Regions from separate parts of the Mus musculus genome. Here all the other regions are linked to region 2. Evidence: chromatin contacts called from public promoter capture Hi-C data. All regions are on one chromosome and are shown on one strand. Each heading gives the region's core, a stretch centred on a gene start, on an enhancer-like site or on the middle of the called end of the contact. The rest is flanking DNA. Distances are from core to core; before and after follow the strand shown.

What was found. Promoter capture Hi-C pulls out the DNA fragments that hold promoters and counts their contacts.
Region 1: a promoter capture Hi-C map of liver shows a contact between it and region 2, with 4 times the contacts expected there. The contact joins the promoter of Zfp933 here to the promoter of Pramel12 in region 2. A contact is called at or near these places in 4 of 39 promoter capture datasets (cranial neural crest, liver, pre-B cells and 1 more) and 1 of 484 Hi-C or Micro-C datasets (rod photoreceptor).
Region 3: a contact with region 2 is called in a promoter capture Hi-C map of pre-B cells. The contact joins the promoter of Fv1 here to the promoter of Pramel12 in region 2. A contact is called at or near these places in 5 of 39 promoter capture datasets (cranial neural crest, frontonasal cranial neural crest, liver and 2 more) and 1 of 484 Hi-C or Micro-C datasets (rod photoreceptor).
Region 4: a promoter capture Hi-C map of pre-B cells shows a contact between it and region 2. The contact joins the promoter of Agtrap here to the promoter of Pramel12 in region 2. A contact is called at or near these places in 2 of 39 promoter capture datasets (cranial neural crest and pre-B cells).
Region 5: a contact with region 2 is called in a promoter capture Hi-C map of pre-B cells. The contact joins the promoter of Mfn2 here to the promoter of Pramel12 in region 2. A contact is called at or near these places in 3 of 39 promoter capture datasets (cranial neural crest, maxillary cranial neural crest and pre-B cells).
Region 6: a contact with region 2 is called in a promoter capture Hi-C map of pre-B cells. The contact joins the promoter of Fbxo44 here to the promoter of Pramel12 in region 2. A contact is called at or near these places in 1 of 39 promoter capture datasets (pre-B cells), 1 of 484 Hi-C or Micro-C datasets (CD8 T cells) and 1 of 9 other capture datasets (liver).

What each region holds. Positions count from the first base shown.
Region 1 is chr4:147,847,031-147,849,730 of GRCm38.p6, reverse strand. It overlaps Zfp933 (zinc finger protein 933), which reads left to right and starts at 1,313. Exons shown (of 4, transcript NM_198619.3): 1 at 1,313-1,453. The coding sequence starts at 1,451.
Region 2 is chr4:143,411,124-143,413,823 of GRCm38.p6, reverse strand. Pramel12 (PRAME like 12) reads right to left here and starts at 1,398. Exons shown (of 5, transcript NM_172877.3): 1 at 733-1,398.
Region 3 is chr4:147,867,573-147,870,272 of GRCm38.p6, reverse strand. It overlaps Fv1 (Friend virus susceptibility 1), which reads right to left and starts at 1,294. Exons shown (of 1, transcript NM_010244.3): 1 at 1-1,294. The coding sequence starts at 1,294. Miip (migration and invasion inhibitory protein) reads left to right here and starts at 1,554. Exons shown (of 10, transcript NM_001025365.2): 1 at 1,554-1,904.
Region 4 is chr4:148,086,628-148,089,327 of GRCm38.p6, reverse strand. Agtrap (angiotensin II, type I receptor-associated protein) reads left to right here and starts at 1,264. Exons shown (of 5, transcript NM_009642.5): 1 at 1,264-1,411. The coding sequence starts at 1,385.
Region 5 is chr4:147,903,566-147,906,265 of GRCm38.p6, reverse strand. It overlaps Mfn2 (mitofusin 2), which reads left to right and starts at 1,357. Exons shown (of 19, transcript NM_133201.3): 1 at 1,357-1,608.
Region 6 is chr4:148,158,704-148,161,403 of GRCm38.p6, reverse strand. Fbxo44 (F-box protein 44) reads left to right here and starts at 1,310. Exons shown (of 6, transcript NM_173401.5): 1 at 1,310-1,661; 2 at 2,581-2,700. The coding sequence starts at 2,603. Fbxo2 (F-box protein 2) reads right to left here and starts at 736. Exons shown (of 6, transcript NM_176848.1): 1 at 693-736. The coding sequence starts at 714.

The sequences.
Region 1 (2,700 bases), core at 64-2,563, 4.4 Mb before region 2:
GCATGTACCATCATATGCTGCTAAACTAGCCTATCACTTCCAACCCAGTCTCTCCTGCAAGGAGGACTGACCAGTCAGAACTCTCCGATTCTAATTTCTGCCCCGAGGAATGGCAGCCTTTTTCCTTCTCCAAGCTTGTGATTCCTGGGACAATTGCAGTTTCAGCCATCCTAGGAAGCCATCCTCAGCCCTCAGGTGCTGGCCACAGGGAAATCCCTGGTCACCCACAGCCCTTCTTCCTCTCTATGGACAGAACTCTGAGTCCTAAAAAGGTAAGAAGATGCATCCTCCATGTGTTCACAGAGAGGCAAAGGCAAAAAGCCTGGGGAATGTTCAACAAGGATGAACTCAGTGGCTTATCTTTTATGGGACGATCTTGAGTTTAGAACAGGCTAGAGCACAGGAAGGAAGAGCTGAGGAGGGTCTCCACATCTCCCCCATTGCAGACATTTCCTAGTTATAATGTCCAGCGTACAACCTTCCATGCGACTACCATGATTTCACAGGAAGCCAGTAAAGTCATTCACACTTTGGCCAAGCCTTGACTCTTCCACAGGCTGGCACTACAAGGTTCCTTTCTGCAGTCCTGGCTGTTCTAGAATTCTCTCTATAGATCAAGTTGGCCTCAAGGTCAAGCGATCCCTCTACCTATGCTAAACCATGTCTGCCTTCATTTCTCGTTCTTGATGCTGGACAGAGACCCCATCACTCCTCCATCATGTATTGTCGCTGAGGCCATTTCAGGTTTAACTAGAATTTGATTTCCTTGATCAAGAATTCTAGGAAAATTACTCAACTCCACTTCTAGGAACCCAAGGTCAGGATATCCTTGCTAACTTATCTCAACCTGTTTGTGCTGGAACCCCCTCTGGCTAACTGCTTATCTTAGCTTCTACTAGAGACTGCTTGTTTCTGTGAGGATTCTACTTTGGTTGCCAGATGTAAAAATCTGGAGCTAGGGCACTCAGTGCCCTCGGCAGCTCAGCTCACTCTCCAGTGTACGTATTGAAGAGAGACTGTGGGGTAGAGTTATCGTCCTATGAACCTCTGTACGCTAATCCTGATTTTTGCTGGAAATAGACCAACTCAACAATTTTGAACCAAATTTAAAGCAGGCATTTATTAAATATTAAATACTGACCAAGAGACAGACCTGGGTCAGTAAAATTCCCCCGGAATTTGCCAGCGCGAACGGCCTCAGTCACGTGTTACAGCGGTTTCTTTTTAGATATTCAACTAGACCACCGTACTTTCCCATGAGCCTTTGTTATTTCCAAAGAACTACAATTCCCAGCATTCCAGGAACTTACGTAGTTCCGGGGCAGAGGAGGCTTCCAGGTTAATTTTGAGAATTACAGATGCAAGCTCTCCACCTTGATTTCAGGAGGAAGAAGGGGAAGTTAGTAGTGGGTGGTCTGAGGGACGCTCAGGCAAGGTCCTAAGTCTCGACATGGTGAGTACAGGGTCACTGCCCATATCGGGGAGGAGCAGGCGGATGAACCTGGGGAGCTGGTGTGGTGGGTTCTCCTCGGGACTGGGTGGTAAGCGGAGGCCAGATGTGGCCACCTGTGGGGTCTGTTTTAGTTCTAGTCATTCCCTGGACCCGGTAGTGGGCTCTGAATAACGTCACTATCCGGACTGCTTCTGCGCCAAGCATTTGGAGTAAGGACTTGTGTGCAGGATCATCCTTGGCAAGATGCCAAACTCGAAGAGACCTGGTTTCTCACAGTATCTTCTACAACTTTTTTCCTTTAGCATTTAACGTTTAGTTGTAAGGTCCATTTGGAGTTCATTTTGTGGCGGTTGTAAAAGGTGTCTCACGTGTTGGGTAACACTACAATGTTAATCTGTGATGTAGAAGAATAGGATTTATGATGTAAAGGAATTGCAGTGCTTAGGAGAGGGTAAGTCACACCACATAGAATTTAGATAAGTGAGGATGCCATCTAAAACACCCTACAGATGGGTACTATGCTAACCATGTCTGTTAGATAGGATGCTAGGATACACATTTTTGTTCACTAGGATTGTCCAGAAATATGGCTGAAGAGCAGAACAAAGGAGACAAACCAGATTTACAACCAGCTGCTAGGCCATTCCCATTGATAAGTTATTTGTTCTCTGCTGCTCAAATGAGCCAGTTCAAGCCAGCTTGGATTATATTAAATGTCAGTTTATTGGGAAGCCGCTCTTGTTCACTGGCCCCAAGGACCGAGGTCAAGGAAGTTACCATGGTGAGAGAGGGAGGCAGAGAAAGAGAAAGCAGGCAGGGGACAGAGAGAATAGGAGAAAAAGAGAAAGTGAGAAGAGAGCAAGAGAGAGAGAGAGAGAGAGAGAGAGAGAGAGAGAGAGAGAGAGAGAGAGAGAGAGAGAGAGAGATTGCAACATGAGCAAGACTACACTGTTGTCAATTTCTTGCAAAGGAACAACTCTGTAGTGTTGAGGGCTGTTTTTTTTTTTTTTTTTCAAGTAAGGCTTTCCATGTGATGGGGGGGGGTGGGGAGAGAGAGAGAGAGAGAGAGAGAGAGAGAGAGAGAGAGAGAAAGATTTTGAATTAGTCAGTGTGGAGAGGAGTTTTGAGTCAGAACAGCTGAGTTGACCAGCCAGCAAGAGTTCAGGAAAATCTAGGAAAGGCGAGCTTATTCAGCAGTAAATCTCTGAAGCTGGGATTGTCCAGAGACTAGAAACCTTCAGGACTAG
Region 2 (2,700 bases), core at 149-2,648:
ATGCAAATGGATCTCTGTGCATTCCAGGTCACCCAGGGCTACAGAGAAACTCTGCCTAAAAAAAAAAAAAAAAAAAAAAAGTAAGAATGTAAATGAATAAAATCCAAACTCTAAGAAGATGGAATTAAAAGGATCAGATAAGACTATGTCTTCAAAATAAAATGAAATGAAAATTTTAAAATGTGAAGTCAGATATGATGAGACTACATGTGAATTCTACCATATTCTGCATGTGACTCTGTCTCTAAAAAGAAAAATTAAAATAAGCCTTAAATATTGAATCATTAATTCAACATTCAGAGGGGTGAGGCAGTCTGAAGCCAACCTGAGCTAGACTAAGGCCCCATCTAAAAAAACAAAAACAAAAACAAAAAACAAAGAAAAAATTTAACTTGACACAAACCAAGGTATAATTCTAGATATTCCATTAACTTTCAGCTTGTAGTTCCAGCTTGGGGAGGCAGATGCAGAACTGCCAGGTAATTTAAAAGCACTCTTGGCTGATCTGCGTTCTAGGTGGGCCTGGGCAGCAAAGTAAGGTCATGCCTCAAATAAAATAAAATAATAAATGAAACCAGCAAATTAAGGTCGAAGATGATGGCAACCATCACTATTAGTAAACTCAATGCCTGCGATCTGTTCCTGGGAAGAGAAGAAATCAGAGTTCCTTTGGCATCTTGGGTCAAGTGGCCCTCAATCAAAACTGTGCCCTTCTGGAGGTGACTGACTTACCAGAAACAAGAACTGATGGCAGAACTCAGAATCCCAGCAGGCCCAGGCAGTCAGTCCAAGCTCGGACTCCAAGTGCTGGTGAGTGTCTTCCCGAGCTTCTCTAAAGCTTTTATAGCCATCTTCACTTCAAACTTCCGGCCTGAGGCGTTTTCATCCGTCTCGCACTTCCGGCCTGCAGCGTTTTCATCCGTATCTGTCTCGCACTTCCGGCCTGAAGTGTTTTAGCCGTATCCGGTCCCACACTTCCGGGTTCCGTTTTATACTTCCGGCCTGAAGCGGTTTTTATTTTTTTGTTTTTCGGCGGTTTGTTTTTTGTTTTTTGTTTTCTTTTTGGTCGCCCCTCCCCCGGCTCGGTCCGCGTATTCTGTCTCACATTTCCGGTTTGTAGTCCCGCCTGTCAACCACAAGCCGTCCTCTGATTGGATGACTGAGTTTCCGCCACGTCTGGGCGTTTTCTGTTTCTGTATTGATTGACAACATAGTCTCCGTGGAAAAGGAAAAAAAAAAAAGAAAGAAAGAAAAAAACAGCCGGGAAAACCGCGCACATCCGCGGAGAGGCAGATGCAGGCGGATCTCTGGGGAGGTAAAGCCAAATTCACGGAGATGAGGGAAAAAAATCCTGAAAGCCGCGGAAGCGGTTCACGCCCTTAATCCCAGAACTCCTGTGAGCGATTCAGGCGGATCCCTGTGACGTCCGGAGCAGCCTGCTCTACGTAGAGCTCCAATACAGCCAGGACTACATAGTGAAACTCTGACTCAAAAAATAATAATTTAAAAAAAAAAACTGAGATTCCGTGAAAGTCAAAAGCCGATGCGTTAATTCACTTCATTCAATTTGTTTTCTGTATTTGCTTTACTTATTTATTTTCTTGTTAATTCACTTGGTTCTGCATTTCTTTCATGAATGAAAAAATAATAAACTAAGGACATGGCTGCTTCTAAGTATGGTGGAGGAGGAGGTTTATTGTAGGGGAAAAGGGAAGCATAGGCAGACAGCTGGGGGAGTTCAGAGTGGACATAACCCCTGAGCCATAAGACCCGGGTGCTGTGGCCAAAAGGTAAAAAGGGGGCAGGTAACTAAAATGGCTGGGTTATATAGAGAAGGGCAACACAAGCTGGAGAATTTGGGGTAGAAGGTGGAGTGTGCCAGCCATACCCTGTAACAAGGGGTACTGGGAGAACGTGGCAGCCTGGTCCACATTGATATGTTAAATAGGCACCTCAGCCATTTATTTGAGACTTAGAGTTTCAGAGGTGGAATCTTGCTCAGTACCTAAGGTTGATTTGGAACTCCAACTCTTAGCCAGTCTCCAGTCTCCACCTTCCTCTGGGGTTGAGCCAAGAGGAAGTTGTGAGCCAACATACCTGGCGGAATTGTATTCATTTGTGGCCCACTTAGTTCTAAGTATGAGTCACTGGGGATAGGAGTTTTAATCTGTGCCTGACGAATAGACATTTCTTAAAGCTGATATTATTATTGGCAAAGTTACGAATATGTTCTGGATCAGGGCCTGAGCTGGATGCTCTCTACCAGTCATCTGCTGTGGCATCTTCTCAGAAGGCAGGAAGATGTTCCCATTAATACTGCAGTAAGTGGCCTGGGAAGAAAGCTCAGTTTATAGAACAGTTGCTGCCCAGTATTCTCAAAGGTGCACTGTCCAGCAAGCACTGCATGCACCAGACAGACACTGTGGGGCATACTTGTAATCTCAGAACTAAAAAGTTAAGAGTTAGGAGGATCAGTTCAAAGTCATTTTTCCCCAAGCTTCATTGCCGGCCCAGGCTATATAGACCCTTACTCTCAAACGATGAAGAAACTTGCCTTTGAGAACAAAGGTTTTCCACATTAGGTTTTCCAGAAGGTAGAAGATGCTTCAGAAAGTGTCAGCCAGCACACTGGCTAGAGAACATGCAATAGAGAGTGGGGGCTGTGGGGTGGGTGAAATGGCTCATAGGTAAGGAGACCTG
Region 3 (2,700 bases), core at 45-2,544, 4.5 Mb before region 2:
AACTTAATTCTATTAGATCATGCAACTGAGCAGCCACGCTCCCCACTGTTATGTCCTTTATACAGAGGAGGCTAAATACAAAGCTCTTCCAAGTCTCTCTAGTTTCCCGGACAAAAGTTATCCTCATAGCTCTCGTGATGGGTACATCTTCCGGGCCCCTCCACTGTGGACAAGTAGCTTTTACACAAAGCCACTCTATCATTCCAAGTTCCCTAAGCCTTTCAATCCCATCCTCAATAGAATACCACTCCAGGGTGTCAGGCGACTGCAGCTCTCTTGTAGTAGGCCATCTCTGGACCCATGCTTCAGCCAACCAATCAAACAAACTCTTCACACCATTATCTTCAACAGTGCGGGCTATGACATTAAACTCACTATCAAGGCTCAAAGGACCTAAACTGAGAAATTCAATCTGATCCAGTATTGTGAGCCTCCCACCATTATCCCACACCCTTAAAATCCATTTCCTAGCATGTTCCTTTGCCTTTTGGCGATTTGAGTGAGCAAGTGAATTGAGTTCATGATTAGTATGGCGGTGTTTCTGACTTGTAAGGTCAGACAGAGACTTGGGTCTGGTGACAGGTTCAGAAGTAACTAAGGATGTTGAAGACTGGATCTGAGGGGCATCTGCTTTGTCCTGCTGGGTGCGTTCTTTAGACAAGGCATAACCACTTTCCTCAGACAAGGATGGAGAGGCCAAGACAGTGGGCAACTCAGCTTCCTCAGACCCTTCAGAATCTATGTCCTCCCACACATCTCCATCCCAGGTTACCGGATCCCATTCTTTACCAATCAGTGCCCTCACCTTATCTGCAGACACTTTCCGGGCAGGCTGACACATGACCTGGGATTGCACATCAGCTAACCTCACAATGAGGGCTTCAGTCTGTTTTTCCCCAACTTCAATCCTGTGGCGGTAGGAAAGAAGAGTCTCCCCCAGGACACACTTAGAAGCCTTTAGATCATTTATGTGCATTCGGAGCTGGGAAATTTCATCTCTGAATTGGTCCCTTTCCTTTGTTACTTTATCCAGAAATGCCAGAAGCAGCTCGCCAACTGCGTCATAGTCCCTAATCTTGCAGAAATGTTCAAAAGTATGGTACACAGAGTCATTAAGTTCCTTACCGCTCGAAAAGGATGAATCGGGGAGATCGGCCACATTTATCTTCTGCAGCAGCTCACGCCATGGGTTAACAGTGTCATTATCCGGAGAGTCATTATCCGGAGAGTCCTCGGCAAGTTCAGGTTTGAAGAGCCAGCTCGAGAAACCAGCAAGCGCACGTGGGAAATTCATCTTCAGACTTTTGTTTCCCTAGAACTCGGCTACTGCGTCCTACAAGCCTCGGATCCAAATTCCAGTTCGTCCCTGGCAAAAGCACTCTGGGGAGTTGCTAGTGTGGGGTCCGCGTGAAAAGGTCAAAGTTGCCGGAGTCTCTAGCCCCACCTATCCACTGCCATTAGAGACTTTACATCCGGAAATTGCGTAACCGAGTACTACTGACCAACCAGAGCCTGTCCTCAATTTGAATTGGTAGAATTAGCATTAACAGTTAACCAATCAGCAATGAGGTCCCATTAGCCCCTCCTTTCCATATTGAAACTGCCGCTTCCGGATGCGAAGAAACAAATATAAGGCGTCCTGGCACTGTCAATTGGCCGAGCAGGACAGCGGCGGAGGCCCCGCCCCAGCCTTAGCCAATTAGGACAACCACTGGAGGTTCCGCCCCTGCTGGAGGCGGATTCCCCGGCTGCTGGGAATCTGGGCTTTCGGGCGGAGAGCGTTGGCGTCCTTTTATCCATGGCAGCCGCTGATCTCGGGACCACAGAGGCGTGCCTTCGTCCCGCTAGACCGGTAGAGAAGGGGCAAGCGCCTAGGCCCCGGTGTGCACCCTGCCTGAGTGCGCGTGAGTGAGATGCTGGGGTCTTCTCTGCTCGCCCCCTGCAGCCTGCTCCGAAACCCAAGTCTCCAGGGGCCTGTAGGGTGGCAGGGCTGGGAAGGATAGGGGGGTCTGATTCGGCTGGAGGAGTCTGGGCTGGGGTTGTAAGAGAAGTGGGAAGTGCTTCTTTATATTGCAGACATCTCTTCCAGAAGCAAAAGAAAGTGTCTGGAGAGACGGCTCAGTGCTCTTAACCACTGAGTTCAATTCCCAGCAACCACATGGTGGCTCACAACCATCAGTAATGGAATCCTACGCCTTCTTCTGGTGTGTCCGAACAAATAAATAAATCTTTGAGAAAGAGAGAGAGAGAGAGAGAGAGAGAGAGAGAGAGCCCCTGAGTATAATTTTTGAGGACCAAAGCTGGCCGGAGAAGGGGTGGGGGTGGGGTTTGTGTCCCAGTCAGGGCCATGCTTTCCTCCGTGCAGACCCTTCATAGGGAGTCATGTGTCAACAAAGGTTTATTTGCCCCAGAGCACAGCCAACAGAACAGAGAAACGATTCCACCCAAGTGTGGCTGGGTGAACCAAGGAGTGTACGTATTGGGGTCATGACCCAAAGGCAGCTACATCACTGACAGTCCCACCGAGCACGGGTTCTGATCCACCCCCGCGCAGCTTTCAGGCAGCTCCATCTGAGAATGCTCTCCCCTGGACATAGTTTAAATCAACCTTGTGGAGGGAGCTCTAGGAATTTGCAGCCTTCTGAAGAGATTCTCTCCTCCCACCATCAGGGAGAAGTTTGAAAGTCAGGGGAAGTAGCC
Region 4 (2,700 bases), core at 15-2,514, 4.7 Mb before region 2:
GCTCTCAGCATGTCTGAAGGCTCAGCAGGGGAGACTTCCTGTTAATTGTCCTGACTGAATGTCTTCCAACTTTTGCTATGTTGGGCAAGTGGACTCCAAGTGGCTGGCTCCTCATATATTGGTGGTACTAGAGCTTGTGTGCATCAGCCACTGACACCCGGCACAGCTCTGATCATTTGGAACTTTACCTAGGCTATGCTGGTACTGTAAACAGATGCTGGTAAACAGATGCTATAACACTGAGCCCTGACCCCCTCATTTTTGGACAAAGTCTCACTGTTGCCCAGGTTGGCTTTAAACTGCTGGGCTCTAGAGTCCTCCAGCCTCTCCTTCCCTTGTGGTGGGGGCTATTCAGCCATCAGCTGGAAAGCCCCTTTCTTGACTTCAGGTCCTGTCTCCCTTTCCTTACCCTGGCTTCAGAACCCAGGATGGAAGGAGAACCATCCACACTCTCGCCTCCCCACTCATGTTGTGGCATGCATCCACCCACCCCACTAAGTAGATCAATAAGACATAAACACGGTCTTACTTTATAAGCCAGGCAGGCTTTGATATCATTATATCTTTGCCTCGACTTCCCCTTCCTTCCTTTCTTTTTAATGTATTCTATGAAATTCTCTTGAAATCCAATAAGCTTGGAAGGAAAATTTAATACAGTAAGAACAGAGCTTCGATTTTTTTTTCAGATTTATTTATTTTTGTCTTGTGTATACGAATGTCTCACCTGCCTGTGTGTGTATATGCACTTGTGTCTGGAGCCTGCGGAGGACAAAAGAGGGTGGTTGTATCACAAGTACATGATTGTGAGCCGGCATGTGGGTTCTGGGAACCCAAGCCTAGAAAAAGTAGTAACATGTGCTCTTAATCACGGAATCCTCTCCAACCCTCACTTTTTATCTTTATGGACATGAATTCATTCACTGATCCTCACAAAGATGATGAGGTAGGCACTGTTCTAATTCTTGTGCAAGGGAAGTAAGAGAGGAGAGAGGATGTTCTGGGCAGACACCAACTGTTACCACACCCGCAGTTTCTGCCCGCTTGCCCCAGGCTCCTCTGGCTGTAGGTCGTCCCACCACCTCACCTCGATCCCACTTAGGCAGCCCGTTGAGCCCCTAGGCTGCAGAAATCCCGACCTCCTGGCTTGAAGCACAGGAGCTGGTAGAGGCCTAGGCAGTAGTAGTAGCAGGAGCCTGAGCCTAGCAGCAAGAGCAGCTGCCTGACGCCGTCTCCTAGCAACCGGCTGCAGTCACGTGGCCGCGCGAGTTGGCCTCCCGCCGTTGGAACTGGCGCAACGCGACGGGCGGGGCCAGGAAGTTTGTTCCCGAGTTCGGAGCCCAGGAGTCCCCGCGGCCGTCGCTCAGGTGCCCTCCGCCGGGTCGGGATGGAGCTGCCTGCCGTGAACTTGAAGGTGGCCGCGCGGCCGGGGCGGGCGGGGGTCCAGGAACCTGGGGAACGGAGTCGGAGCAGAAGGGAAGGTCCAGAGCCCCGGGGAGGAGGCGGCGGACACGGAGAGGGACACCTGGGGACAGAGACGGACAGGGCCGCCCCTCCCGGACAGACCCAGGCTGGCACGGGCACCGGACCGCCCGGGCCTGCGCTCCTGGTGTCCCCCACAGCAGGACAGGGACATCTATCCTTCTGAGAGGTCAGTGCAGTTCGGGGGGGGGGGTCTGTCTGAGTGCTGGCTCAAGTTAGGAGAAATCCGCTGTCCCCAAACAATTGCTTCTCCCTAATTTCCACATGCAGCGTCCTTATTTCATAATTAAGAAGCAGGAACTTAAGAGGTTTCCTAAAATCAAAAACCCCAGAGGCTACTTTGAGCTCCGGGCAGCGGGGCTGCGTAGGATGTCTTCATTTCCTAAGTTCTTTTTCTCTCTCAGCCCTCCTCATTTGCAACAGAGGTGCTGGCCACTTAGCTTCGGCCAGAACCGTGTGGACCTGGAAGTAAACCGGCCATCTTGGGCCTTTGGTGCCAGCTCCGTGAAACCCTAAGACTCCCAGGTGTTAAGCCATTTAGCACCCTTTGGTGTCTGAGAGGAAAGGGCCGGAAGATAGAGGTGCTTTGGAGCAGTTGTGTGATTTCATATGGGCTGGGCTGTGACTTGCTCTGGCCGGTTTCCCATTCCTAAACTGCTGGCTAGCAGCAGGAGGGAGATTGGAGCAAAGGAATGGGCTTGAGCGATCCATTATCTAGGGACAGAATTACAGGCAGGACTTGGAGGCAGTCTGGAGGTCAGGCTCTGCCTTATTCTGCTGGAATAATTACGAGGACAGCACAAGTCTCAATGGTAGAACATTTGAGTAGCCCACCCCAGGCCTGGGGTTCCATCCCAGGACCACACACTAACAAATAATAATAAAACGCAGGAACAGGTGAGAAAAATGTGATGTTTATGGGCTGATATGTTTTATTCATTTGAGTCAGGGTCTCGTGTACTAACTTACTGTGTAGCCTTGAACTTACTGTGTACCTGAGGATTGCCACAAACTTCTGATCCTCCTGCCTCCACCTCTCCAGTGCCAGGATTACACAGTAGTGGCGATGAAACCCAGGGCTTCCTGCAGGATAAGGAAACACTCCACCAACCGAGCCGTATCCCCAACCTGTGTTGCTTGTTTTTCTTAGTCTCCGTCCTCCGCTGAAAAAGCTGAAGCTGTACTCTGTCGTTTTTGTTTAGAGTTGGGGGACTTGCTATC
Region 5 (2,700 bases), core at 108-2,607, 4.5 Mb before region 2:
TGTGTCAGTGAGATGACTACAGTCCTAGCCCTTGGGAGGCAGAGTAAAAAGATCATCAATTCAAGGCTGGTTTGGGCTACATAGTGGGAAGCCTGCCCCCAAACAAACAAAAGCAAGGTCGCATGGGCCACAGACACAGTTAAAATATTCAGCTAGCCATATTATCTGCTTTTAAATACTTGGCTTGTTGTTTTTATTTAATGTGTATGGGATGCTGCCTGCATGTATGGAAGTGTATCAGAAGTGTGCCTGGTTCCCCCTGGAAGACAGAGAGGACACTGGATCCCCTGAATTGTAGTTACCGATGTGAGCTAACATGTAGGTGTTGGGTCCTCTGTAAAAGCCATCTCTCTAGGCCCCAACCATATTCATTTATCGTGTGTGGTTGATGTACACGTGCCCTGGCTCTTGTACGGAGGTTAGAGGACAACATTTTATGAGCAGGTTCTTTCCTTCCACCGTGTGGGTTCCTGGAGATGGAACTCAAGCTGTCAGGCTTGGTAGCAGCCATTTATACCTACTGAGCCTTTTTTGTGACCGCCACTATTAGCTCTACTTTTAGAAGTAAGAAGAAACGGGGTGGGGGGGGCGATTTAATTAAGATAATGTATTTCATTTAGCCCAGTTTATCCAAAGCTATAACAACACATCAATATAAAATTACTAATAAGGTAGTTTGCATTTCTTTTTATATTAAACATTGGGGCATTTCTCAGTTTGTAGCAGCTGCATTTCAGGGTCTCAGTAGCTACAAGTGGCTGGTGGGTGTTACTACAGAGCCCAGGCTTGGAGCCCTCCCAGCTTGGGGTCCAATGCAGTATCCCAGTTCTTGGAACAAAATGAGGGGCCAGTGAATGGCATGTGAGGTTGGATAATCATGTCCTGAATGTCCTGGGACTGAGTGAAAATTAAAAACTGCATGTTAGATAGCCAGTGCAATGACTGTCACCTAGTAGCTGCCTGATGCGTTGTGGCTGCTGTTTAGTTGCCTCAAAGGCAACTGAAGGACAATTACTTCACCCTAACGGTCTGTTTGTTCCCTTTGAAGACACTCGGATTATGAAATGCGAGTCTGGATTTCAAAACTGACAGGTGTTATACAGGGTCAAATTCTGGAGCAGCAACAACAAAAAAGGCGCAACAACAAAAAAGGCGCACGCAAACCTCTAATCGGTACCCTTGTCGTGTCCTGCCCGCTCCCCTCCCCGCCGTCCACCCTCTCCCCTCCCCCAACCCCCGTCCCGTTCTCCCACCCCTCCAACCCCTGCTTGACAGCTCGAGGCTCCGCCCTACCCCACCCTGACGGACGCTGATCCAAACTACAACTCCCATGACGCGCTGGGAGCCCCACCCTACAGCTTACGTCATCTGCACGAGACACGGGACGGTTACCAGGCACGCGGGGGCTCCTTTTGGAGCGCGGAGTTCCTAGACACTGTGGTATAGGAGTGGTAAGGTTGAGGTGACAGCGTTCAGAGGCCATCGGCTCGTCCGGGCTGCAGCGGGGCGAGTGACGAGCGCAGCCCCCTCCCCTCCCGCTTCTCTCGGTGTGGCGCCGGCTAGTGACGTGTTGGGTGTGATGGCCGCCGCGAGGCCGGGAAGGTGAAGGTGAGAGGGCGAGCGCGCCGGGGTGGTGGAACCGGCAGGCCCGGGCCGGGAGAGTCCTGAGCCACCCGGCTTAGGACGCTGGGCCTCTGGGGCCTCTGGGCCTCGGGCTCAGGCTCGGGTCACACGGGCGTTTCCCCTGCTGCGGCCTCGCCGTCAAGCCCTGCTCGGCTCTGAGGAGGGGGCGGGCCACCGGACTGAAGGCTGGGAGGTGGGCTCCTCCTCGCAGCTCCCCACACCCTGATGTCTCAGCCCTGTGATCTCCATTCAAGGTCCCTGACCCATTCCCGGTTTTCATCCAGTACTTTTCTTTTTTTGCCAGCATTTTTTTTTTTTCAGCACCCGGTTCACTGTACCCCACTTACGGTGGAAGTCTTTTTACTTATATGCCTTTTCATTGCACCGTTAAGACTCTGAGGGTTGGAGCTATTCTTAATCCGTCCCTGACCCTAGCACCTAACACATTGAAAGGCCACAGTGAATACTGAAAAAGATAGCTGTTTGGAAGGAGAAAGGCAACACTACTGGCCTCCATCTCTTGTAGTACTTTTCTATCCTGTTTTCTAGCTTTGCCAATCATCTCTCCCTTCGTCAGAAAAGGACTCTTGATTGTCCCCTTTTTGTCTTAGGTAGGAAAACACAAGTGAGCTTTGGAGTCACAGCTAGTGTAGTTTGGTGTCTAGCTTGGCTGCTTGGCTCTATACATCTTCCTAGTACTGTAGAGACCAAGTTTGCTCCATAGACTTGAGAATGGAAGGAGAGACTTTACAGTAGCAGGGATACTCTGGCCTTTGTCAGGTCTATTTTTCTTCCTCTCCTCTCCACTCCCCTTCCACTTCTAGTTGGCAGTTCCCCAGTCCTGAAGGCCAGGCCTTGGCCTGATTCAGCTCCCTTCTCTCTCTGGCTGTGTCTTAGCGAGGACCTCTTTGGTGCCTTGCATTAGCACATGGCTTAATATATTAGCACACGGCTAATGTGTTTGTCTCATTGTCATTGTTATTGTCTCCTCCCCCTCCACACACACACTTCCTCACCTGCTTCCTCAACACCGCAATGAGTAAGCTTCCCTCAGGGATGAGTTAGTTTGGCTTTAAC
Region 6 (2,700 bases), core at 61-2,560, 4.7 Mb before region 2:
ACTGAGAGTGAGGACTTGGGAGTAGGAGGGAAGACTGGCCACCTCTGTTCCCTCACCTCCTCCCCTAAAGAGTGAACACTCCGAGCTGAGCATAGTTAGTGAGGAAGGGATAAGAGTCAAGGCAGGCAGGTCTGACTCAGCAAGCAGCCCCCTACAGGCCCAGCAGGGAGCCGGAGGGCAGAAGGGGTGGGGTCTTTGGTGCCAGAAAAGATGACTGGGCAATCCTTGAGGACCCAGAGCTTCTGCCAAAAGCAGCCTTCCTCACCCCTAGCCTGGTTCCCACGGAACAGCCCCGCTACTCCAATACAAGACGGCCCCTCCAGAGAAGGGAGTCCCTCAGGAAGCTAGGATGGAGGCAGGATAAAGTTTGTAAACCCTAGGACCCCGCGGGGACTCCGGAGGCTCAAGAGGCAGGGAGGGCAGCGCTAGCAAATGGAAGAAGTTCATGGAAGCAAAAGCTTGCAAGAACCCGGCTCTCAAACCCCAGGAAGTCTGGAGCCTGAGATGCCAGAGTCCTCCGATGCCATTTTGGAGACCCAGGCGTCCTCCTCCCTCCACACCACGACACCAGGCAGAAACCTGCTCCCTAGACTATCTCTAGGGTTTTCCTGGCGCGAAAGTTTGAGCGCCTTCTGCGGCGCTGGTCCGCCCTGTCTCCCGAGTCTGTATCTAGCGGGGCCAGCAGCGGATACCTGGATCACCATCTCCATCCATCGCTGCGGTGCTGTCAAGAGAGAAGAGCCTGAGCGCTGCGGGTGGCGAGTCCTGGAGCTGCCCGCGTCAGCCGGGCCCGCGCCGCCGCGCCTCTTAAAGGCCCCGTGCGCCCCGCCTCTGGCCCCCGGCTAAGGGCTGGGAGTCCTGTACCCCCCCACCCCCACCCCCCGCCCCGTAACCCAAGGTGCGGCTTCCGGGAGGAGCCTGGGACTGGAGAGGGGCAGGGACAGCTACAGAATGGGTGGGCTTCTAGTGTGCCTGGAGGATGACTGCAGGAGGACATATGGAGTCGGACTACTGGGGAGTAGAGGGTGCTGGCGCCGAGCCCAGTGGAGTTGGGGGTATCGGAGCTTTCCTCCTCCCCAACCCCCCAGGTAATTTTCCTACGCTGTGATGGGGGCGAATCCGGGGAGTGCGCGGGTGAGGCGGGGCCTGAAGGAATGGTGGGCGGGGCCTTGAGGGCAGTGGGCGGGGCCGCATCGTGAACCAACTCTGGCAGAAAGGCGCAGTTCCAGTACCCAGCGTTGTGGGGCAGCCGGACTAAAAGCTGGTGACGGAGAAAATGGGGTGGGGCGTGGGGCGTGGTCTGACAAACAGTGGGCGGGTCGCACCCCGGGCCTCCATTGGTCCGTAAGGCTCATCCCCAGGATCCAAGGGTATGGCGCAGCGCGACCAAAAGTAGTTGACAAGGAGAATGGGGAGGGAGAGGGGCCAGTGTTGTGGGATGGGGATGGGGCGGGGTCTGATGAGTAGTAGGCGGGGCTGTGTCTTGGGTGCTGTTCTCCAACGTAACCCGGCTAAGAGCAGGTGACAGAAGGAGGGGAGCAGTGAGCGCCCCAGCAAGGAGACGTTTGGCGGGCAGTAGGCAGGTCTGCCTTCCGGGCCACGCAGGCTCGGGCTGTACAGCCCCACGGCCTGGCAGGATCGCTCAGCGCGACGGATCGCAGGTGACTGCGGGAGGGGGAGCGCCCAGTTCGGGGACTGAGGCACAGTGGGCAGAGACCTAGAGGGGAGGGGGGGGGCGCGCGCGCTCTGCGATCATGAGGGCCTAGCGCCTTTAAGGCCCAGGCCTCAGGCTTTCTCCCCTCCCCTCCCCCCACTGTACTGTGAGGCTTCGAAGAACTGGGCTATGGACGCCATCGGTGCTCAGAGATCTGAATCTGGTCTTGAGCAAGGTAGCCCGTTTTAGAGCCAAGCATAAATGGGAGACTGCAGGGGGCCGGGGCGGGTGGGGGGGGTGCGGGAGGGAGATAGGAAGGCTCTTTTCCACTCGTACATCTTTCCTCAGGCTCAGGTAAACGGGTCATATTCTCTGAGATCTTAAGAACGTCACTGAGCCCTTTGTACTCCGTGACCGGTCCTGAGGGCCAGTGATAACCCCCGATCATCATCTCTGTCCCTTTCCCCGTGTGGGGGATGGGGAGGAAATGAAGAGTGGCAAGCTGGAGGGCTCACAAGGCCTCCCATTGTTACCCTCCTCTTAAAAGACTGCTGGCCTATTGAAAATGGCTGGCTCTACCTTCAGTGAGAGCCGGAGCTGCCTCCCCTCCTCTCCTGTTTGTGTGACCTTGGGAAGGTCCCTGGGCGTCCTTAGAGGCTGTTCTTAGGTGCCCGGGTTGGGGGAAATCAGATCTCATGGTTTATTAAGCAACTCCCCGGCCCATGCACCTTGAGCTTCTAGTGACCCAGGAGGGAACTACCATGCCCCAGCCCCTCGTCCCGTTTACTGTGGAAACAGAAGGTCAGAACAGCACAGCAACTCTGTGGCCCCCCGCAGAGTTGGGAATCTCTCTATCCCTGGGTGCTGGGATTGCCACTCGCCAGGGAGAAGGCTCGGTGTATAGCACGGCTCTCCAATACCCACAGGAGCTGGCTAGGAGACGCCACCATGGCAGTAGGCAACATCAACGAGCTGCCAGAGAACATCCTGCTGGAACTGTTCATCCACATCCCAGCTCGCCAACTGCTGCTGCGCTGCCGACCGGT